Regions from separate parts of the Mus musculus genome. Here region 1 is linked to region 2. Evidence: chromatin contacts called from public Hi-C data. All regions are on one chromosome and are shown on one strand. The core of a region is the stretch at or near the end of the contact, and the rest is flanking DNA. Distances in the headings are between cores, read along the strand shown. Region 1 has its middle 240 kb from the start of Gm40217. Region 2 has its middle 140 kb from the start of Gm29922.

Region 1 (5,915 bases), core at 1,679-4,178, 150 kb after region 2:
TTGAATGCTGTTGGAAGGTCTACATTCAAACTGGCTTGATTATATATGGGTGTGGTCAAGAAGCTATGGCCCTCATTTCACACACGTCCCAGTAAAGCTGTATGGGTTTTCTGTGTAGATGTTGCATTTCCCCAGAATAAGGGATATAAGTAGGAAGAGAAGATCTGAAGCAGCTCTTTGTGGCCTTAGTTCACACACACAGTTATTTCATAATACTCACAGATTACTCAGGCTAGATATGTGGTTGAAAGGGGACTATAAGTTTGGTTTCTGGTACCACAAATATCACAGTACCAAGATAATGCACAGGCTGTCTTGGATCTAAATGGCCATGAAGTTCCTCAAGTGGGGTTTTCAGGAAAGAAACTCTTAACCAGCAATTTTTAAGCTTCATGCAACATTTGGATAGAGAAAGCTCATCTACAAAACACTATCTTACTCATAATGAAATAATAGGGAACATGGGTCACGGATTGGGCAATGCTGAAATTTAAATGATGACTCATCAGAATTCCAACCCTAAGGACAATAAATATTCATTGAGTGCAGGCCAACTCTTCCCTCACATGAGGCCTTGGAGTTCTCTCAGCTCTTTGCTCAACCTTGACTCTAAGCCCCTTGTCCAGCTTTCTAAAAGGCTCTTCGGTTTCCAAAGGAAATGGTTCCTGGAGTGGATGAGAAGATTTCTCCAAAGTCATCACATCCTCAGGAAAGAATGCTGAGAACTAACAAGGGAGACTACGTGAGACTCAAAAGTCCCACTTGTCAGTTCTCAGCAAAGGAAGCAACCAACAACAATCCGACAGAACGGGAAAAAGATCTTGGCCAACTACACATCAGACAGGATTATTAATATCTCGGCTATATAAAGAGCTGCAAAAATTGAACTCCAAAAATCTAAATAATCTTATAACAAATGAACTGAGTAGATAGTTCTCAAAAGAACTATAATAATAAACGAATTCTTTGAAATGTGTTCATCATCCTTGGACACCAAAGCAATGCAATTAAAAGTGTGTTATGCTTCCACTCTTCCCTGTCAAATGGCTATCACAAGGAAAAAAGATAACAAACACTGGTGAGGATGTAGAGAAAGAGGAATGAGCATTTATTGCACTTGGAGATAGACAGCTGTGTGGCCACTGTAGAAATCAGAGGGGCAATTCATCAAAAAACGAAAAGCAGAACTATCATGTGACTCAGCCTTATGACTCTTGGGTATATACTTGAAGGACTCTACAGGTACATACCACAGATGTAATACACATCTTTTCTTGTTGTACTGTTCCCAGAGCCAACTGAAATATCAGTCAACAGAGTAATGTGTAAAGAAAGTGTGATACATATATACGATGGAGTTTTATGCAGCCAAAAAGAAAACAAAAGTCATGACATTTGCAGGAAAATGATTAGAACTAGAAGTCACAGTGTTAAGTGAAATAAACAAGGCTCAGAAAGACAAATGCTTCATCTTTTCTCTGATTAGGTAGAACCTAGACTTAAAGTTGTGTGTGTGTGTGTGTGTGTGTGTGTGTGTGTCTTTACATTTGTATTACTTATAGACATATGTATATATGTATGTATTTATATGTATATATTTATATATATGTATATTTATATATGTGTGTTGTTTTAGGTCATGATTCCAGATAGGGGATAATGAGAGAGAAGGAAGAGATCTTAAGAGAGTCAGGAAGTAGAGTAAAGGCATTGATGTAATAAGAAAGCAGAATGGAGAAATAACTGGAGAAGCAAATGGAAGAAGAAACATGGCCAGGACAGCAGGAAGGGAGAACGAATGTGAACGTGGTATAATAAATGACATCTAAGATTCACAGTTTTATGCAGATGGTTCTTTTGGTGTTTTGGTGTTTTTTTTCTGTTTTGTTTTTTGGTTTTTTGTTTTGTTTTGTTTTGTTTTGGCAGGCTCATTCATATGTGTGCATTCTGCCAGGAAACTGACTGACTGCAGGTCTCAGATGGCCTCACTTGCATATCCAGCATTTGGCACCAGCTGTCAGCTAAAAACAAGTTAATTTCTCTCAATGAGAGGGAAATTGTGTCTCCAACAGATATTTGGCAAGTGTGTAGATAATTTCTATTGTCACCGCTATGTGGAAGAGGACAGAGCATACCATAATACACAAATCAGCCTCCCACAAGAGTAAGATACCTAACCTAAAATGTCAATAGTGCTGAGAAGCCCAGAGACAAGTACATTTACATAAAATGTCTTCTTTAGTGTTTACAATAACCATAACAGAAGAGTGACACCCCCATTATCTACAAATAAGAGAGTACCGCTGTGAGGAGGTAAGTCGTCAACAAGAGCTCACAGTAGCAAAAAGGGAAGCTGGGCCTAAATGTGCACATATGTGGGTTCTTAACGAACACAACAGAGCTATACATCCCCCTTGGAATGTTGACCTGCATAGAAGATCCAGTTTTCTAAATAGTAAGATACAGCCAGGCAACAGTCCAAGCTTCCCATCTAAGTTAAGGTATGGTGGCACACACCTAATATTCCAACACTGGGAGACTAGAGAATTTCAGTGGGTATCAGGCTATACAATGAGCTCAAGGCAAGCCTGAGGAGATGTGGGAAGGCATGATGCTTACCTGTTCTCCCTCAAGACAGTGCTGCCAGTATCTGGGGGGAGCCCCTCCTTACCTCCCAAGTCATCTGTTCTCCAGAATCAACGGCTCCAGATTTGGAATCTCACTCACGGGAAGCTATTCCAAGTCATCTCATGAATCTATTGTCCAAATCCTCGTTAAAGCAGCACATGAAATGTTGTTCCAGGAAACAAGTGTGATGATTCAGACGTACATGTACATCAGTGAGAATGGGACTGGCCAGTGCCCCATCAGCTCACTGCACTCCCAATAAGCTAGCTCGGGACCACAATTCGCTAGTTGGCAGACACAGAACACCATTGCCTCACACTGTCATTAAATCTCAGCACTTTGTTTCACACAGGCATCGAAAAGCCTTCTCTCTCTACTCTGACCTCCCCTTGGCTGCTTGGACTCAACTCACACACTTAACGTCATTTATTTTATTTTGAGATTACACAATTCTAAGTGCTTAGGGAGTGCGTTTCTGGGTATTCCACATGCTCACTGTTGATTGTAGAATACAAATAGTAAATCTCTTGGTAGAGGGGTCACTCAGGTAGGTGATAGAAACAAATGAAAAGTAATCAGGTGGGATCCAAACCTGTGAGGCAAGATCTCTGGTGATCTGGGAATTTAGAAGACAGCTTTTCTTAGTTTGACCTAACCACTGTCATGCAAAAATGAAGGCCAGAGTTTATAGGTCTTCCGGCAAAAGAAAGAAAGAAAGAAAGAAAGAAAGAAAGAAAGAAAGAAAGGAAGGAAGGAAGGAAGGAAGGAAGGAAGGAAGGAAGGAAGGAAGGAAGGAAGGTTGAAAGTCTGTATTTTTACTGGATATACTCCATCTTTCATTGTTGGCCCCTAATTCACAAAATTTTAACATACACTATTGGCCATAAAAATAATAACAATAAATAAAAGAATCTGTAGACTGGGTTCAGTTCACGACAGGCTTCAAGTTTGCAAACTTCTCCTGTGGGGATTAAGGACTTGCTCAGCACTGGTTTTAATCAGACAAAAATGTAAAATGACTTGCATTATCTTAGATTTAAAACCATAGCATTTATTTTCACTACTCCCCTGTTAATCACAGGCTTGATACTTTTAAAGCCAAAAGAATCTTCAGGGTTACGCTGTTTAGTTTTTTTTTTTGTTTGTTTGTTTTGTTTTGTTTCACAAAGGAGGAACGTGTGATTCAGAAACAAGAAGTCATTTGAATTTTAGATAAATTTCTGGAAAAACAATTCTAAAGACTCAGATTTCTGGAAGTGGAAGGACCAAGTCTTGGTTTCACAACATGAACACTAGTGTTGTTTTACAACAGTTCTTGGTTAGGGGGTGAGCTTTTGTTAGGTGACCAAACACTTAACAAGAAACCACTTAGAGAGGAAAGATTTATTTGGGCTTACAGTTTGAAGAATTCTGATCCATCAAGGCAGGGAAGGTATGGAGGTGATCCTATCTGATCCTTGGTGGCAGCAGCAGGAGACAGCTGGGTTTCTTACATTCCAGTGGGAAAGGATGAAGGGAGGCAGTGCTGGCATTCAGCAGGCTTTCTTGTTCTCCCTTTGTGTACAGCCTAAGATGCTAGCATCAGCTTGTGGGGTGCTGCTGCCCACATGAAGAGGGGCCTGGGAGCAGTGTTTGACTGCTTAGCTAATCCTCTCTGGAAAGGTTCTGGCAGACATATCTAAAGGTAGATCTCACTAGTGAGCTGTCAAGTTGACAGAATTATCCACCACGTGTGGCTGTTGGACACACTGTGGGATGATCAGCCACATCTCTGGTTTCTGCCCACTGGATGCCTGTACTCAGTCCTGCAGGCATGAGTGATCCTAAAGAAGAAAATCACCACTGCCCAAGGAAACTAGTGGTGACCACTGGTTTCATACAGTCCCTGCATGTGATAGATAGGGAAACTAGACTCAGAAAATTAAAGAACACCCCCCACACACACAAGATCATTGAAGAACAGAGTTATTGGCATGTGTAAGGCCAAGACTCAAGTCTCTTAATTCTTAGCAGTGTTCTCTTTACCAAGCCTGGAAGTCTTTCTTATTTTTATTAACTTAATTTATATTAATTATTACTATGTGGATATATGGTGCATGTGTGTGTTTGCACATGTGTGCATGTGCGTGTGTGTATGCGTGTGTATGTGTGTGTGTGAGAGAGAGAGAGAGAGAGAGAGAGAGAGAGAGAGAGAGAGAGAGAGAGAGAACAGGTATGAACTTGCCATGGTGAGCACATAGAACAAATTGTAGGAGTCACTTCTCAACTTTTCCCATGTGAATTCTAGGAATCAAACCCAGACATCAGACTTGTATAGCAAATACTTTTACCCATTGAGACATATGCCCGGTCCTCAAGCTTGCAGATCTTAACCATGAGTCATTCAATAACAGATTAGTATGAAACTGCATGCTTTTGATGAGAGACTAGGCCATTGACAAGGGAGCCAGAGCTTGAGATCAGCAGATTAGGTAATCAAATTTCAGCTCATCTATTTACTAACTTTGTACCACTCCCCAAATGAACATTCTAAGTCTTCGTTTATCACTTGAAAAATAGATTATAAAAAGTATATAGTACTTACCACATAGTAGTAAATTGCTATTGTTACTATTATTCTTATTATAATTAACTGGTCCTGGGATCAGTAAACTATATTTCACATATCCCCCTGTCCTGCTTACTTTTTAAAACCTGTGAACAGAAAATGTTTTTTAAATTTTTAAATGTTAAAAGTAACACTACTGTTTGTGACACCTGTGTACAATTCATAGTCCAGTGTCTATAAATAAAGTTTTATTAAAACACAGTCATGTCAGCATATAGAATCTACAGCTGTTTCCTACTATAACAGAATTGAATGCTTTGCAACAGATGTTAGATGGTGTGTAGAGGTTGATACACTATCAGATCCTTGTGGGGGAAGACTGCCAATCCCATTGTTCAACCTTTAGTCTCTATGAAGAAAAAATAATTACAATCTGCACAGTGCCCTCTGGTGTGCGGGAGGTACTATAGCAAGTGAACTCTTCACATTTCTGATGCCACTTGAAGTACCTGTAACCATTGTATTTAAGATATTTCCCAGGGTCTGTGTTCACCAAGGCTTTTCAAAAAAAAACATAGGCTCCTAAGTCATCCAAGGGACATTAAAAACATTTACTTTTTATAGACATCCTTTCTTAAATCTCATTGTAAAATCGGTTCTTAGAGGTGTTCTTTCAAAATCTGGAATATTTATCAAAAAGAAAGGAAACGGCTTGCTCAGTGTTAAGCCAACTGCATAT
Region 2 (5,656 bases), core at 1,969-4,468:
ACCATTGTGGAGACTTTAAATTTCTGTTTTGATTGTCATGGGATGTATTAGAGTGAGGAGTTAGAGTTAGTGTGTTCTAGGGAGTAAGTCATACCCTCCTCTTCCAAATTAATACGCTAAATTTGTAAGCTGCAACACAATCTTTATAACGTGTAGAGATAGTGATTTTTTAAAAATATTTTATTAGGTATTTTCCTCATTTACATTTCCAGTGCTATCCCAAAAGTCCCCCATACCCCCCCACACACTCCCCTACCCACCCACTCCCACTTTTTGGCCCTGGCGTTCCCCTGTACTGGGGCATAAAAAGTTTGCATGTCCAATGGGCCTCTCTTTCCAGTGATGGCTGACGTTGATACATATGCAGCTAGAGTCAAGAGCTCAGGGGTACTGGTTAGTTCATATTGTTGTTCCACCTATAGGGTTGCAGATCCTTTTAGCTCCTTGGGTACTTTCTCTAGCTCCTCCACTGGGGGCCCTGTGATCCATCCAATAGCTGACTGTGAGCATCCACTTCTGTGATTTTTAAATGATAATTAAGTCTGATTGAGGTTATAAGTGGGAATACCCAGTCTAATAAAATCAGAAGAGAGAGACTTTCTCTATCTATGTTTTTCTAACACTCTCTCAAATATATTAAGAAGACCATTTTAAATCCAACAGAAAGATTCGTGGAAACCAACCATATTGGCAGCCAGATTTTAGCCTCCAGCATTCAGATGTGTGTGACGACATATATGCTTCTAAGCCACCCAGTTTACGGTACTTGCATAGTGGTTTCCGCTGGATTGAAACATTCCCTCCCAGAGGAAAGACAGCCTGGTGAAACTCACAAGAGGCCCAGGCTACATGGGAAACATTTGAGACTCACTATCAGCAGTAACTAACTGTTGGTTCCAGGGAGGAGTGGTCTTCATTGATGATGTAGCCTTGGCAAACTATGTAGTGAATGTGAGTGATGGAGATTTTCTGGCTTGGAAGCCATGGTGAGGCAAACTTTTCAGTGATGTAGCTTCCTGGGTCACCCATGCTCATGGGCATCACTTCAATATACTGATTGGATTACTAGAATGGTCTTGGATGAAATCGTTTTATTGGTCTGTATTTATTTCCTGTATCTGAAGGAAATAGGTATCCATAGGCACATCACCTAGGAAAAGCAATGTAGCCATGCCATTTTTTCATGGCAATCCAAGCTGACTAGGTTGAAACATAGACAAATGTATATATCTAACAGAAAGTCCACATCCAAAGCTAGACCCTTAGAAGATTGCATCCTTGGAGGAACTGCATCCTTGCTGGACAGGGGTGGGATAAATAAACTAAGAGAAGAAAACAGAAGTTTGGTTCTGAAGACCTGATCCATAAACCAAAGGACCAGTAAAGAAATCCTCTCCAGGTAGAGTTAACACAAGGACATCTCCATATGGATAGGTTTTACATTTCTGTTACTTTGAAGCACAAAACATCTCATAAAGATAATTTAAAGTGGTCCCAAGTTTCAGTAAGCCCTAGTATCCATGCAAATCTCTATGAAAACTCAACCTGTGCCCACTATGTCTCCCACAGATGATGATCCAAGGTTGAAACGTGCACAGAGAGAAGAATACAAAGTGAATATGGAAACAAAGACCTAAGGAAAATAGGGAATCAGAGCTCCACTGGAAATGTGCAATGTCTCGATAATCTAATTTAAAAGGTTTTCAAAACATCACAAGTAGCTAAATTCTGAGCAAATGAAAAAAATGAAGGCAGGAATATTATAAAAATCCACTTATAAAACTATAGTGTACCTAGTACAATTAAACCTTCAGTGGCTAAAAGTGATATCTTATGCAACTTGAGAAGAAAATTAGTGGTGTAGAAGCAAACCAATGAGTAAATTGAAATGTGAAGACCATACCCTCTCCTGGAATAACAGAAATAATCAACATTCTAGACAAAGATTAAAAAGAAAAGGAATGACATTCAACGGCATCATAGCCAAAAGTTCGTCAGAGTTCTGGGACAATGGGTATCATATTATTGGTAGGCTATGAATTTGGGCATTAAGTAATAAAGTTAAAAATGCTTAGTCCTCACAGCTTATCGATTTCATCCTAAAGAAATCGTTTAGGAAACCTTCTGCACATGTGCGTTAGGAGGCGTGCTGGTTGGAACAGTGTGGGGTATATTCCTACAGGGGAGCACCACAGCCCAGCAACACTGACTGCCCTTGAAAACATATGAGACGTCAGAAGGACTCCTGCCCAGCGATCCCATTCCATAAAATGCAAAGCATAATCCCCCCAGGGATCTATAAACAAGATGGCTGCACACATGGAGAGCACCACTACTAAATCATCAGTGCATGTCCATGCAAGTTTTGTTCCCTAGTTCCATAAACATATGTACAACTCTCTTATGCACCACGCGCTGCACACACGGACTGCAAAATCCTTCCAGTGTGGAGGTCACATTGGAGGCGCTGCCTTAGAACCCGCTTGTTTCACTTACAATGAATTATAAGCAGATTTTCATGTCAAAACAAAACCTATAAACATTTTATTAGCCATATAGAACTCTACGTCTGGGTATCCCATACTTACCCAAGTCCTCTCCTAGGGAACGGAATTGATGCAATTGTTTTTCTACAATAAGGAATATCGAAAGAATCAATTTCCTTACACATAAATCTTTGTGTTGTAGCATTGTTTGATCCTCCAGGGTAAACTCCTCCTCTCGGTAGAGTGGCTTGCTGAAGGGTGATTTTACAATACACCGTTGTTAACAGGGTGAGAGTAACCACATTTCTTGTAGCTTTTTCAGATATTGCTGCCCTGAGCTTTTTATCAATTTTATATATTAAATTACACTAGTTTGTTTTAATATACCTTATTTATAAGGATTTTGAGTATGGGTAAAATGTATGGGTATTTCTCTTTGTGTACATCTTGAATGTTTATTTGGATCATTTGAATGCATAATTTGTCCAGTTCTCTTGACTCTTTTTCTCCTGAACAGACTGGTTTGCCAAACATTACTTGTGACATTTGGGGGTGTGTGCGCATGTGTCTGTGAATGTTATATACGTGTGTGTGAGAGGGCCAGTGTGTTTGCTGAGTAATTGCATAATAGTCCTTTTCCAGCAATGTGTTTGGCTGGGTTTTCACAGCAGTCAACTCGTACATCTTCCACTGGCCTCCTTCCTGGTGCGCATGCTTGCCATGCCGTCTCAGTGCTTCTGAGTTATCCCATATGCTCTAGGACCCTAACCAGAGCTTCCTTCTGATGTTATTGCTTAGCAAGCTACCACAGGTCAGCCAAGCTTGGTCTGCCACCCAATTTTGAAAGGCCAGCGAGCTAAGAAAACATTTTAATGGCTGGGAAAGAGTAAAAGGAATAATATTTTATGGATACATGACAATTACATAAAATTCAAACCTCGGTGTCCATAAAGTTTTATTGGAGCACAGCCATGCTTGTTCATTAAGATATCGCTAAGAGTGGTTTCATGCTGTGATGTCCGAGGTGAGTCGTCACGAGACACCACATGTTCAGCAGAGCTGAAAATATTTACTAGCTGGTCCTCTTTCTATAAAGCTTGCTGATCTCTGCTATAGAATCAAAACCTCAAACGGGATAACAAAGAGCCTGACCCTGCTCTGCGAGTGTTCCACACAGCCTTACTTTTCATCTCTTTGGGGCTGTTGTTGCCATTTTTTTGGGAATCCCTTTCGCCTGCTGCTCTGAAATTGGGCATCTTTATCAGCAAGCATGGGTTTGAATCATCATTTCTTCAGTCCAGTTCCAGAATTCTTGGAGATAACTGGAATGCGAATGGTATCCCTTTTTCTTTTGGCTTCAAGACACCTTTTTAATCCCTTTAAAATTCCACTGACTATTTTAGTTGTGGTTTAAAGAGAAAGAGAACTGCACACAAGTCACCATCTCATTCCAACATAGAGCTACTTCTGAGATAATGAAAGTGGGCTTGCTGCAGAGCTCACACATCGACACTGGTGTGGATCCCCTCCCACCCCACCACAGGCAGCACTGTCTGAGAAATGTATGCAGAAATAGGAAGCAGGAAAATGATGCTCTCAAGTTCCTGTGAGAGGTTGTTTGGTGCCCGATCTTAAGCTAAGTTTATGGCACCATGTTTCAAGACAGAAAGATCATCGTTCTTACTGACTATAATATTGGTTCATATTTATAAAATGTACTTTGACGTTTTGACTCATGTTCAGAATAGTGTGTTTGAGTGACTGATTATCAACTTTCCTTCATTGTTAAGTCACTACTTAAGTGAGACAAGTGATACATTATATCTCATATCTAAAAGAGGGGGAGTAGAGACAGAATTATTAATTATTCTCTAATCAACTGAAGTCCAACAGTACCTTATTGCATTCGCAAAAAACTACGACCATGAAAACTAACATTCTACAGAAAAAAATTATAATGACTAGAAGAAAGACTCTATGTGCTCCAGCATATTGCTTATAACTGTGAACTAAGTGTGAGGAAAGACCGAGAACTGACATCATAGAGAGGATGTTTATTATCTGGTGAGAAAGAGGGGTGTCTATGTTTGCTGGGTGATAATATATCATTCAAAGAATTCATTGACGCTCATTTTGATTTTTAAAGGATTATTTTAATTACCCTTTTTAAGTTCCAAGTTAAGCAATTCTATAGAAAAGACCTCAATGTCAACTCAAAAGCATCAGCTAATTAAAGTTTGGCATTCCATGGTTAAGAATATATATCCTTTGTATGTATGCTCTAGATATTGAACGAATCATAGAATCCCCTGCTGTCTTAGAGGGAGCCTGGGTGGCTTTGTGACATGTTTACTGTACCGCCACGGAGATACCTCTCATGTGCTATATAGTTAGAGTAAACCCACTCTCGTACAGCTTCCATTTTGGTGGTTTAAACATTCTTTTATTTTACCTACCTCCCACTTTCTTCCTTTACTTTGCAGTTCTCTGTACTGTGATTTTTAAGCTACTTTATTGGGTTCTTATACCCACCACCTTTCTTCACCAGGATCCCTTCTAACCCTCCAACACTGGGCAGGTGGAAAAGAAGGTTAGAGGGACAGGGAGGTAGACCTAGAACTGTCGGAAACACAGAAACACAGATACTTACAGTATGATTCATAAAAGTAGCAAAATTACACTCATAGAGCGGCAACAAACGTGATTTTGTTGTGGGGGTCACTACAACGTGAGGACCTGTATTAAAGGGGGGCGCAGCATCAGGAAGACTGAGGACCACTAAACCCCAGTTAGAATTAGTTTAAGCCGTATGTGAATGCCTGGGGAAGGGAGATGAAGGTTTTTCAAATTTTACAAGCAACAGAAGCATAGTTTCATGAAAAGTTTAAAAAAAGAGAGAGAGAGAGGCTTCTGAGGTCAAGTAAAACATTGGGTTTTAAACAAACTTAAACACATTCTTGAAGGATATTTCAAATCCTTGATCGTGGCATCATGGATTGTGAAACACACACAGTTGCATAATGTGATCTGGCAGCAAGAGTCTTTCTTCCTCAGAGCCTAAAGGGATGACTAGAGAAGGCTCCTCCAAATGTCTGCATTATTCCCGTGGCTCTCTTTCCTCCTGAAGAAAGTTAATGAAGTGATCCGTTAGTTCTTCTGAAAGGAATCGT

Evidence for each region. Hi-C and Micro-C count contacts between places; a contact is called where the count stands out from the background.
Region 1: a contact with region 2 is called in a Hi-C map of uterus, with 5 times the contacts expected there. The contact joins two enhancer-like sites. A contact is called at or near these places in 11 of 484 Hi-C or Micro-C datasets (3T3-L1-derived adipocytes, cumulus cells, granulosa cells and 3 more) and 1 of 9 other capture datasets (embryonic stem cells).

What each region holds. Positions count from the first base shown.
Region 1 is chr4:105,552,199-105,558,113 of GRCm38.p6, reverse strand. No RefSeq gene overlaps it. Among named protein-coding and RNA genes, the nearest start is that of Gm40217, 240 kb to the right of the region's middle. Within about 2 kb of position 2,928, at least 17 of the 459 cell types and tissues checked have an H3K27ac peak or open chromatin away from gene starts, as enhancers often do. A contact at or near this core is called in uterus, where this site is marked.
Region 2 is chr4:105,706,138-105,711,793 of GRCm38.p6, reverse strand. No RefSeq gene overlaps it. Among named protein-coding and RNA genes, the nearest start is that of Gm29922, 140 kb to the left of the region's middle. Within about 2 kb of position 3,218, at least 8 of the 459 cell types and tissues checked have an H3K27ac peak or open chromatin away from gene starts, as enhancers often do. A contact at or near this core is called in uterus, where this site is marked.